2 separate regions of the Zea mays genome follow, and region 2 is linked to region 1. The links are chromatin contacts, called in public Hi-C maps. All regions are on one chromosome and are shown on one strand. The core of a region is the stretch at or near the end of the contact, and the rest is flanking DNA. Distances in the headings are between cores, read along the strand shown. Region 1 has its middle 41 kb from the start of LOC111590099. Region 2 has its middle 17 kb from the start of LOC100217208.

Evidence for each region. A called contact is a pair of places that touch in the nucleus more often than the background predicts.
Region 2: a contact with region 1 is called in a Hi-C map of endosperm, with 4 times the contacts expected there. The contact joins two enhancer-like sites. A contact is called at or near these places in 2 of 25 Hi-C or Micro-C datasets (ear and endosperm).

Annotation. Positions count from the first base shown.
Region 1 is chr8:133,267,666-133,274,065 of Zm-B73-REFERENCE-NAM-5.0, reverse strand. It overlaps the pseudogene LOC100383780. Among protein-coding and RNA genes, the nearest start is that of LOC111590099, 41 kb to the right of the region's middle. Within about 2 kb of position 2,160, at least 1 of the 20 cell types and tissues checked has an H3K27ac peak or open chromatin away from gene starts, as enhancers often do. A contact at or near this core is called in endosperm, where this site is marked.
Region 2 is chr8:133,520,315-133,526,754 of Zm-B73-REFERENCE-NAM-5.0, reverse strand. No RefSeq gene overlaps it. Among protein-coding and RNA genes, the nearest start is that of LOC100217208, 17 kb to the right of the region's middle. Within about 2 kb of position 1,359, at least 19 of the 20 cell types and tissues checked have an H3K27ac peak or open chromatin away from gene starts, as enhancers often do. A contact at or near this core is called in endosperm, where this site is marked.

The DNA of each region.
Region 1 (6,400 bases), core at 911-3,410:
GCTCTTTTAGCATTATGCTTAGTTGTTCCTCATCCAATATTATTTATTATTTATACGTTATCAATGTAAAATTATTAAGAGATTATCCACATGACTACAGGCAAGGGAAGAGTTGCCAGATCAGAAGGATCTGGTGAAACTGCAAGCTGTTATCCGTGGACATCTAGAGGCGGCCCATGCCTCACGGCCAAAGCAGATCAGATGAGATTTTTTGGTCTTGCGTGGTTCTTTTTAATCTACTCACATGATACTTCTTATTCATTGCCATCCAATTTAATTAATTGCCCTCGATTGAATTGGTTCCTTTGCCATTTTACTTAGGAGGATAAAAGAAGACACTACCTTGGCACATGCCTGTTGTCACAATGGACAAAAGAAGATTAGTGTTGTGTGAGATTTTTTTCATTCCTTTGATCTATTGCATGCTATTTGTACCCTAATCGACAAAATAGATGAGACTCAATTCAGGAGCAAATCACCAGTCCTGTTCACAGTCCAATTCACTATGGCTAAAATATCAAACTTATGCTCCTTGAGGTTTGTTTTTTCCTTATCTTCCTTTAATATCTGATGACTGATGGACTGGTGAGTTCATGATCTGCTTCATGCTTTTCCTTTTATATATGGTCACTACCTCACTGGTTAGTTCATGGTGCTTTTTGTCTACTTCTTTGCCCAAAAAAAATCCCGGGGCGAATTTCAGCATGCTTTTCCTGCTTCCGCTGTGCAAATTCACAGGATGCGTGGGAAATGTGTTCTTGTTTCGTCGGGTGGTGTTCTTGCCATTCGTTTTAGCTCAACACAAAACAAATGCTTCTTGTTCTTCAGGTCGCCCTGTGTTTCTTTCTCGCCAGTTTGGGCCATGGATTCTGGTGTGCATTTGTTCAATATATCTTAGTATCTTATTTAACAATCAGTACTTCTCTGATGCTCAAGAGATCAATTTACTCAAAGTAGCAAACTGTATCATAGTTGTATACTTTATCAAACGAGGAACCTGATGCTTGTAGTATAAGCCTCATTTTGTTCCAAACAAGACAGGCTTCGGATACAATCACCTGGAAATCAATCAGTAAACTTTTGCTATTCAGTTTTTTAAATAAAAAATTTAGGCCTTACGACTTTCCTCGCAATGTGTTCACATGTAGATTACCTTATTGCATTGCCTACTTTTGTCCGTTGTGTAAACCAATCTTTTATCATTTATCAAATGATTTTGCTCTTAACATTAACAAATTATCGTTTGGTCATATGCAACTAATGACATCACATTACCAAGATTCTGGGGACCCATCGCTACCTTGTGTCAACAGTAGACTGACCAGATCAGGTACCATTTTGAAACCTGTGTACAATTTCATTTCTCAATAACTGGCCGAACATAAATAGCCAAGGCATGGGTTTATGCCAATACTCATAGGTTAAATGACACTTTGGTCATATGCATAGTTGCCACCCTCAAATGCCTATCTCATGATAGAAGTAAATGGTGGTCTAAATCAACAACGACTTTCTATAAGTACCATGACTATTATTCTTGAACAAATGTGTGCTCATGGTTCTGAGTAGATATTACCATTGCCATTGTTTTATATGGAAGTCCAGTGCCTTGTCAATCTTTGGTCCACGAGTAAGTGTTTTGGATATTCATGTTAGTGTACACTGTAATCAACAGAGCTGGTTTTCTTTAACAGTTTTGTTATGAAATCATGGAACTGGCAACATGATAGAATTTTTCAAGGAAAAAAAGGTAATATATTAATTGTGCAGCGTGCCAATCTAATATGAGTTATATTAATTGTGCCTAGAACCTGTCTAGACAATCTGGAGTAATATATTAATTGTGCAGAGCTGTCTAGAACCTGCCGAAACAATCTGGAGTAATATATTAATTGTGCAGCGTGCCAATCTAATATGAGTTATGTTCTTTTTGGTGTTCCTTTCAAGGGAAACGCTCGGCGGCGAAGCTAAAGCAGAGCTTGCGCTACACGCGCTGCGAGCAGTTTCTGTCTAAAGGGCAAGGTCTGATCTCATGTGAGTCATGTCTGGTTGGTGTGATACATTAATCTTAATCAATTTTTGTGATTTTGGGGATTTCTGGTTTTTGGTTGACAATTCGCCAGTGGTGTACATGACAGATTTGAGCTCCCCGTGGCACTGCTCGCCCGGCCAGCCACCATCCCGGTCTTGCGCTCGGCGGCGTGCATGGTGTGCTCGTCCCTGACAGTGGCTAGCTTCTGTTTTCTTAATTGATGGCTAGCTTCTGTTTTCTTAATTGATGATTTGTTTTTTCCTTTTCTGATCGTCAATAGGGAAGAGACGACGATAACATGGACACTGTTTTCTAAATGGATCAGTATTTTTGGTATATACACATGCTTTTACTAGTAGAGGAGTATTTATTTTCATTTGTAGCAGCCAAGGAACTTGTGCATTCCTTATGAATCATGAGAAGACCATGAAGATGCACACAAATTTGCTTGACTTCTGACCAGTAATAATTAGCGAAAGAAAGAAAATCCAGAACCATGAATCAGCTTGATAGCAGTAACAAATTTGCTTGACTTCTGACGAGTAAGAAATTGGCAGCAAGTTCAGCAGGGGCCAGACTAATAAATCAGCTTGATAGCATCCTTGCAGCGGTGCCTTGGACTTTGGCGGTTAGAAGAGGTTTATAATTTTATATGATGAAATTATGTGCATCTTCAGTTGTTTTTGCCTCACTGCTCTGTAAGGACATATAAAATTGGTATTTGTACTTTCTAAGGTTCTCCTTGGAATGGTAGAGTTTTACAGGGAACCTTCCATCATCAGTTGCTGACATAGCTCGAACTCGACGTTTCTTCTTCGCCAGTTGCGGCTCTGGATAAACTCGAAGCTGACCTATCCAAGTTCGACGACGGGCCCTTCTTCCTAGGCCAATTCAGCTTGGTATCTCGCTGCATTCCCGGCCTGAAACGTGGTTTGATCGTCCAAGAATTTTTTTACTCTTTCTAATAACAATGCTCGACCCCCTTTTCAGGCGGATGTAGCGTACATTACGATTCTGGAAAGGGTTCAGATATACTATTCCCATCTTAGGAACTACGACATCGCCGAAGGCAGGCCCAACCTCCAGGAATTCATCGAGGAGATGAACAAGATTGAAGCGTATGCGCAGACCAAGAACGATCCTCTGTTCTTGCTTGATCTTGCCAAGAACCATCTTAAGGTTAGATACTACAGAACAGATAGTAAAAGTACGGTAGGTTTTTCTTTTATTTGCCAATCGGTACCAACTGCTTGCTGCGACTTTTCCAGATTGCCTGAAGATGTGACAAAGCAGCATTAGTCCGTTGATCGGTGGAAGACCACTCGTCAGTGTTGAGTTGAATGTTTGATCAATAAAATACGGCATGTTGTAAGGGTTGTTTTACGCTATTTATAATACAATGTACTGTTCAGTTGTTGAACTCTATTTCTTAGTCATGCCAAGTGCTTTTCTTATTTGAATCACATTACAACAAAAGGTTGAAAGACAAAAAACAAAACAAAAAAAAACGAACAGAGTGCTTTGACTCTTTGAATCATCCAAGCCAATTTTCCTATTTGGGTCCCAAGTTTCTCTAGTCTTTGGGCCGAAAAGATATGGGCCTGTTCAATGCCCATGATCTCGGTTCTCGATGTATCAGGCTTACAAAACGTTCTCTCAAAACATTGTAAATTTGAAGCTAAGGTATGCTCTGAGTTTTTCTTTTCTGTTCTAGAGTTAATAGCTGACTGTTTCTGTTAACTGAAAATGTATTTTTCATACAATACTTATATAAACGTTATATTATGTTAGGACATTTTGGCAGTCCACTAATTATATCTGGTTTGATGTTGTTATAAAGTGATCTCTGCTATCTAATCTATTTTGGTGGCCGTAAAGTTTTGCTTGCTTGAAATTTGATCACATTAGTTGAATTTTGTCTATAATCACATCAGATGAGAAATTATACAACTTTCTTGCTTAAATGTATAGATCACCGTTTAATTTTTTGAACTTTATTTTATCTAACAATTGTCTCTCTACAGGTTGCTGACTTTGGACTTGCAAAGTTCACTACTGATAATAACACCCATGTTTCAACAAGAGTAATGGGTACTTTTGGGTATGTATGAATGCTACCTTATAATTCAAGTTCAAGGTTAGACATTATAGGCAGACATGCTGCATACCTATTTGGCTGAAAATTTTAAGCATGTGGATGCCATTACCTAATACTGATGCCATTTAGACTAGATCGGAATCTGGTTAGTTTCCTTAATGATACATACCCTATAGATTTTTGTAACCTTGTCATTTGCATCATATTCTCAGCTATCAGGAGAGTTATTCCAACATTCAACTTGTTATGCTAATGCTAGTAATAATTATGGCTTGCTAATACACATCTTCTTGGCTCTAGGTATTTGGCACCTGAGTATGCAGCATCTGGCAAGCTCACAGAAAAATCCGATGTATTTTCTTTCGGAGTCATGCTTCTTGAGCTTATTACTGGGCGGCGACCAATTGACACAACCCAATTGGCACTGCTTGTTATAAGCACATATGTACTTCCATTTGCATGTTGTATAATACTAATACCAATTGCAAAATTATAGTTATTTTTTCTACCCTTGTTAGTTAATAAGCATATTTGTGGTCAATAGGTTGTATTCTTATTCTTGTAACCGTGTTAATTAATGTTATGGACTTGTAGTCTTGTATTACCTTGTGAATATATCTGTCCCTGCCTGCCATGTGAACGTGCTTAGCCTGGAATTTGTGATATGTACATATATCCATGTGTTTGAAATCTGTATTGTATGTGATATTCCGTGTTGCATGTGATATTATGTACGTCTAATTTTTCATTTCTGTATTTTTTTATTTTTTTCTGGAAAAGGGCTAAGAACGTGGGTACCCACGTTCTTAACGTTAAGAACGTGGGTACCGTCGAACTTTATGTGCAGCCCTCGTCGACCCACGCAGGACCCATAAGTTCGACGGCCACGTGGCCCCGTCGAACTTAAATGTAAGAACGTGGGTGCCGTCGAACTTATGGGAACAAATTCGACGGCCCCCGTCGAACTTAAAAACCCACGTTCTTAATGTTAAGTTCGACGGTACCCACGTTCTTAATGTAAGTTCGACGGTACCCACGTTCTTAATGTTAAGTTCGTCGGGGCCGTCGAACTTACTTCTCTAAGTTCGTCCAAAAATCGACGTTGGCTATATTCGTCGGTAAACCCACGTTCTTATGGTAAGTTCGACGGCCTATTACATTAAGTTCGACGGTTTTTCACCCACGTTCTTTAACTAGTTTCCTGTAGTGTTCGGCCACCAGCTCCAAGAGGCAGAGGCGCCAGGGGCTTCGGCGGAAGATTCGGAGATCAGCCAAGGAGACTGTTTTGCCTATTCTGTGGAGAGGGCAAGGGCCACACCACTAGGACGTGCCATGTTACAATCCAGAAGCAAAAGGAACTAGCCGAAGCTGCACCTCAACAAGCTCAGTCGAAGCAGGTTATGCATACTGCTTCGTTTCATCCGCCTTATGTCCCACAATACATAGACAACCACCCTGCGGCTTCTGTAGCTTCGGCAAGTCAACCTCAAGCTTCCTGGCAGCAGCTTCCGCCTCCACCTCCATTGCAGCAAGGTCAACAGCCAGAAGGGAGTCAATACGCTCCACATCAGAGGGACTTCAGAGAACAGTCCGAAGCTCGCACAGTCAACAGCACTGTGCCAGAGTCGAAGCACATTTATTGACATATCCTACCTTTGATAGCAGTCTTTTCTATTCAGTTTTATTTTCTGTGAAGCAAAAAACATTGATAGTTTTCATGTAATAATTTCGTTGTTTCCCACGAGGAAAATCTATTTGCTCCACAGGCCTAAGTTGCTGAAGCCTAAAACTTTTTCCGTTACCAAGGAGGACCTTCGGATTAAAAATCCTTCGGAGTAACAGAAAGTCGTTCTAAGGAACGCAGAGTAAGTTTATGAAGTCACAAAAAGCCGTTCCAAAGGGAGCGCAGTGTAAGTTTTCTGCTCAGAAGTCGTTCCTAAAGGAATGCAGAGCCTACAGCGAAAAGTCAACGCTGATACCGCCTAAGTAAAAGGCGAAGAAGCTCCTAAGGGAGGCTTACAGCGAAAAGTCAACGCTGATACCGTCTAAGTAAAAGACGAAGAAGCTCCAAAGACGTTCCCAAGGGAATGCAGAGCTTACGAATATATTTTATGTGTATCTCCGGAACAAATGTCACATGCATAACATAACATCATCACATCATTTTGCATAGCATAAGCATCATACATCATGTTGCATTTGGCAAGAGAAGGAGATACTCTCAACCTTCGAAAGGATGCTTTGAGAAAGTGACATCGAAATTGTACAGC
Region 2 (6,440 bases), core at 110-2,609, 250 kb before region 1:
AGCTACATTTAGAAAGATATGATTTTCCAAAGATTTAGGTGATTAAATAATAAAAAATATATTATAAATCATGTGGTAAAGATATTACCAAAAAATAACTTAATTGAACCTTATTCTAAGTTACAACTTGATTTGAGATCATATTCTAGTTAAATTATAATTATGGACATATTAACCTTAATAAGAAGAGGTAGTAAAATAAACATAGGTTAAATATAAAAGTACATGATGTGTTATGAATAATGTTTTACTGCATAGACAATTTTATTACGAATCTAACGCAACTTGAACAGATCAAATCAGAGTTAAAATGAGCAAGATATGCAATAAATAAGATTTAGGATCACTTTATACTAATTTTACTAGATCCAGGGATCAATTTGTAAATTCTAGGGGCCTATACTCAGTTATTTAACACGACAAAGGATGGGGGGTTGAAATCTACAAACTCTTAGGGCTCTTTTACAAAACAGCCGCGCCGAAGGGGGTACAGGTTAATATGAGCCGCTCAGATTTAGATCAATGGCTCAGATTAGACCGTTCATCCAAGTAAACCGGTATGTGCTCGGGATGCTCGGATCTTAAATGAACGACACGGATTTTATGAAGCCTGATCTTTTCCGAGTCCCGCGATCATGATCCAAGGGCTCCGATCAATCCCACCCCATCGAGACCTAACACCTAATCATGGTCGTCTATCTAGGAACCAACGACACATACCCCGTCTTCACTCCCAGACAACCCAAGGCGGCGCCGCCCACCCATCACGGCCATGGTTCGCCGGTGAAGGCATAATGGGCGACCCCCTGTGCAATCTCCCACGTGGTTTAGCGCTCTGCAAGGAGTAGAAAACATCGAAGCTAGTAGTGGCGCCATACGGAGGAATTAGGCTGTGAAAAATACCCGCCCACGGTGGGGGCGGATCTGCGGCGGAGCCTTGTCTCCAGCGAGCAATTGAGTCGGCGATGGTAGCCCTATCCACCCGATGACACCGCAGAAGGTTTGCACATGAACTAGCGTTCATCCCCGACCACGCCACGTGCATAGGACAGCCATGGAATTGTGGGACCATGACGGCGGCACAAAAATCTCCCTTGGCATGCACTTCACGCCCGGGTGATGATGGTGGCTTCGAGTTGTCGACGCAGCCTGATATGGGGTCACGGATCGTAAGTTTTATAAGGTATGGGGAGAGTCTGATACGGGTGGAATCGGATCGAGCGAGTGACCAATCCCGGCGGCTACGGTCTCTCTGTTTGGTTACGACTTCTGCCTTATCGCTAGGTAGGTGACATCTGAGTAGGGGTCCCACCAGCCAGTGCCCGAGACAGAGCATGCGCGCGGGCGAGTCTCTGGCGAGCGTGGCCCACCCGACGGTGGGAGAGGCACTCAGTACCGATGTATGCGCTATGTGAGGTCAGACTGACCGGTGGGGCCCACACATCATTCTTGTGGGGAAAAGAAACGGGGCAGAGAAGTGGCCCGACAAATGTCTGGATGTGAAGCTGGACTGCGCAAGATGGGATGGGGTGAGGTAGCCGGTTGCACGGGTGAGATGGGCCGTGGGGTGGAGAGATGGCCCAGAACAGGCATAAATTCTTTTCTTTTGTCTTAATTTCTTTTTAAGTTCAAATCTAGTTTTGAGATTCACATATTTGAATGCACAACCAAAGATATAGCATGATGCAAAGTATATATATTTTATTTTACTATCATTATTCAACTCTTTTAAGTAAATGCCCCAAATCGTATAAACTTGATAAAAATGCAACACACAATTTAATAATTAGGGTTCCTTTTATTAAATAAAATAAGTATTAACTTCATTGCAAATTAGATGTCTATTACCTTTTTATAAATGACCATGAAGTCCCTATTAGGCCACACTTTTGTATACCTCTTCAAAAAGTATTTCAATGTATAGGTTTCCATGAAAGGAATAATTTAACTCCCTAGAGGCTCTTTTCATTTAATCCCTTGATTCACAACATAAGTATTTTAATCTTGTGGTAAACATCCTAAATTACCTAAAATATGACTTTAGGGTATTATAGTTGATTTCTACTTGGCATTTCTCAAAACAAATTTATGATTAAGTTTTCTGTTCCTTTTTTGTTTTGGACAAATAGATCTCATTCAACCCAAACGCATTTCATGCAAGATATGAAGGTAATCCTAGGTTACCGTCTTGGTTGCCTCATGTTTGTTTACCTTCGATTGCTTTCCAAATTATAACCTGAATTTGTTTCGTGTGTTGAGAGCTGTGAAGGTCTGCTAGCATGTTGTTTGATAGTGTTAGAATTGTATTAGGGTTTGGGAATCTTCCCTATGTATTTTACCCTCTCGCCCCTCTGTAATGGGCCAGGCCTAACACCAAGTCTATTAATACATATCCCCACCCTATTCTAGGGTTAGGGGTTTCAATATGGTACCAGAACCAAACTCATTTTTCTCTCCCTCCCTCCCAGTCGGCGACTGCCTCTTTCTCTCCCTCCCTCCGAGCCGCCAACCTACCCAGCCGCCGGCTTCTCCCCGGCGCCGGCCACCCTGCTCCCATGGCGCACCTCCCCCACACCGGTGCTAACGCTGCCACCAGTCCGGGTGCGAGCGCCGCCACGGCTCTGCCCGCGGACGCCGCCTCCCTGCCCGCGACCCCCTTCCTGGCCACCGCCCACGTCGTCATTCCCCTGAGCGCGGCCCCCTCTATGCCCGCCTCACTAGGCGCGGCCGACCCTCTAGCCGCCGTGCAGACAGCTGGCCTCACCACTGTGATGGCCGCCCTGGGCGCGACCCTATAGGACCTAGGACACCGGCTAGAGGGCATGGTGAATAGACGATTTTAACTAAAAACAAAGACACTAGAGAAATTTAATCAAAACAACAAGAGATATAAATTTCCTAGCTTTGATAGGCTAACAAAATATGATGAGCAATTTATATCAATACTACAAATGATAGGCAATACACAAATCACTAACTACTTGCAAGTAATGAATAAAGAGTGAGAGAATGACACTGAAATTTATCCCGTAGTATCGGTGATTTGCCGATCACCCCTAATCCATGTTGAGGTGGAATTCAAGCTCTCATTTGCTCCTCTATCAAGACACGACTTGATATTTGAGCCAAGTGGACAAGAACTCACTCAATACCTCGATTCCACTAGCGTGGCCTTTGTCGCTCCAGCGAGTTGGGCACGAACCCCTCACAATCAACACTACGAATCCTCCACAATCTTCACGGAGAGCTCAACACCCGAGCCGTCTAGGAGGCGACAACCTCCAAGAGTAACAAGTCGATGATGCTTGCTCGGTGTACCACCTAGTGCCTCAAAAGATCACAATGGATGCAAATGCACTAGAACCTCTCAACCACTCACTAGAATGCAATCTCAAGCAAAGAGTGTGAGAGTTTGAGTTAGAGGTGTAGGAAACGGGTGACGCCTAAGAGGGGGGGTGAATTAGGACTTCTAAAACTTTTACTAAACTAGGCCACAATTAAATCCCTAGAGCAAAACCTATGCAAATAATCAAAACTAGAATGTGCAAACTCGGTTTTGTCTAAGTGTTGCTATCTCTACCGCAAAGGCTAAGTTTCAATCTACACTAAATAAGTATGACAATAAGATTGAAACTTAAATGCTTAATATAAATGCGGAATGTAAAGAGCTAAGTAGAGAAGCAAACTCTCGTGGAAGACGCCGGTATTTTTACCGAGGTATCCGAAACCACGCAAGGTCCCGACTAATCCTCGTTGGTGCCCCTACGCAAAGGGAAGCCCACGCGAGGGCCAAGCACCACGGTCGAGTAACTCCGTAGAGAGCCGCGGGCCTTCTCCACGCGCGAGTGGTGCTCCGCTTTCGGCTCCTCTCGGACGCTCCCCGCCGTCTCCACTATCGAGCTTCCGGCCGAAACGCCGCGGGCCTCGTTCCCTCCGGTACACGGTGGCGGCCGTGACACAAACGCGGTTGTCACGGTCTCGCAAGACTCTCGCCCCACTCGGTACAAATACAACGACTCACGCAAGAGCCGAGGGGTTGTGTGGTTTTACAAAACTCACTCAACTAACTAGGGTTCACCTAGAGCAAGCGCTAAAGCGGTCTAACTAACCTAAGCACTTCGCAAAGCACCTACGCTAATCACCGAGTGATTCTATTAAGCACTTGGGTGTTTGAGCTCTTGGAAATATGCACTATGTGTCTTGGTATGTTGCTTGGGCTCTCACACTTGAGAATGGCCGGTTGGGGTGGTATTTATAGCCTCCACACCCCAAACTAGCCGTTGGACAGAAAGCAGCAGCTTTCTGTCGTCGGGTGCACCGGACAGTCCGGTGCACCACCGGACATCTACTGTGCATTGTCCGGTGCACGCCACGTCAGCCGACCGTTGGCGCCTGTAGCAGTCGACCGTTGGATCCGACCGTTGCCGTCTGCCCGTTGGCACACCGGACAGTCCAGTGCACACCGGACAGTCCGGTGCACACCGGACAGTCCGGTGCTACAGCCAGAGAGCGCCTGTCTGCGGCCTCTCTACGCAGACTGTCCGGTGCCTCACCGGACACCAATGTCCGGTGCGCCACCAGGCGTTGGCTGACAGCCCTCATCTTGGATTTCTTCGCTGATTTCTTCGGGCTTCTTTGTTCTTGAGTATTGGACTCCTATGTATCTTTTTATGTCTTCTTTTGAGGTGTTGCATCCTCATTGCCTTGGTCCAATTCTCTTCGCATCCTGTGAACTACAAACACAAACACTAGAAAACTTATTAGTTCACGGATTGTGTTGTTCATCAAACACCAAAACTCAATTAGCCAAATGGCCCGGGGTCCATTTTCCTTACAATCTCCCCCTTTTTGGTGATTGATGACAACACAACCAAAGCAAGCAAATAATACAAGTATTTGAATGAAAATATGCATTTTACTTGCTAAGATGCATGATTGTCCCCACAATGTGATATTATGGACTTAAGCCTCCCCCTAACTCCATAATTCACTTACTTCCTAATTTTTTTTTGGACCAAATAACCAAAACCACTTGAAAACTTGGAGATATAAAATTTCAAATTTGTGGTGTTTGGTGTTTGATATAGTTTTCATTGCTTTGGTCCCTAAACTTCTCCCCCTTTGGCATCAACCACCGAAAAGGAAGACATTAAAAGCAAGTGAAAATTAGAGGTGCAAGACATGATTTGAAAAGACTAACTTCCCTTATGCATAGGTAACAGAATATGAGTTAACCACTTATGCATTTTTAGCAACATGGAAGCATATGATATGAAATATAGTCTAATCAAATATTGGAGAAGACATGTAAATGATACTGAATATAGTCTCAAAAGATACCAATTGAAGATCAATGACGAGCTTGAGAGACATGAGAGTTCTTGGAGATTTTGCAGTGGAAGATTGTTGTCTTTCTCCGGGGACTTCATTTTCCTTACAATGAGACTATCACATGAAATAGACTTGAAAAGGTGTTAGTCTCAAAGTGTTAGATTATAGAGTAACCTCCCCCTAACGGTGTGCATACAAGTTTTGAATACTTGTAGGAGACATGCACTTTGATTTGATATTAAGAGGGGCAAATTATCCATAATCCAAACTTTGGCACATATAAGTTAAATGATACACTTTGTAGAAATCAAAATTTTCAATTGATGCATCATTTACTATGGAGTAATATAGAAGCTATGTGTCGTGCTTAAATAAACATTTTAAGCCATGTAGGTTTGCTTAGGTATATGAATTAAAAGCAAGCAATCCTACCATATGATTTACCTAGTATGCATGATTTTAAGCAAAAGTATATAACAAATGTAATACTAGGCAAGAAAGGTAAACTAGATATAAGGTAAATAGATACGCATATCTAAAAACGAGAAATACAATAAAACTAGTTACCTTAGTCATGGGTGGGAAATTTGGGTCCAAAATTTTCACTAACCCACTTGGCAATAAACTTGATCTAGTATGATGTATCCCATGATATACATCCCGAATTTGCCAAGTCTCCAAATTTCCCGACGACCTTCGGTCCACTCACTTTCCTTTCGGGATCCAAACCTTCTTGGTGCTTTTCATGGTTGAAATTATTTCCTTTGGCACCCAGATGCGTTTGACCCCCTTTCCTTTGTTGGCTTGCTTGATGGCCTTGATTGCTATCACCTTTCCATTCTTCTTCTTTTTGATTAAGTATGGTGTAGCAGTCTTTTTATCCACCTTTTTGATGTAGGTGTTGGAGATTTTGCTTGATGGCTTTTGCTTGAGCTTTTGCCTTTGTTTATCCCCGGTCATCGCCTTGCATTGGAAAGACTTGTGGCCTTCCCTGTGGCACAGCCTACAAATCACAGTTTCTCCCTCCATAGGCTTGTTCACTCCCGCAGTGGTGTTATCCTGTGGAGGTTGGATTTGTTTGACTTTGCCTTTCTTGTTATACAAGGCCT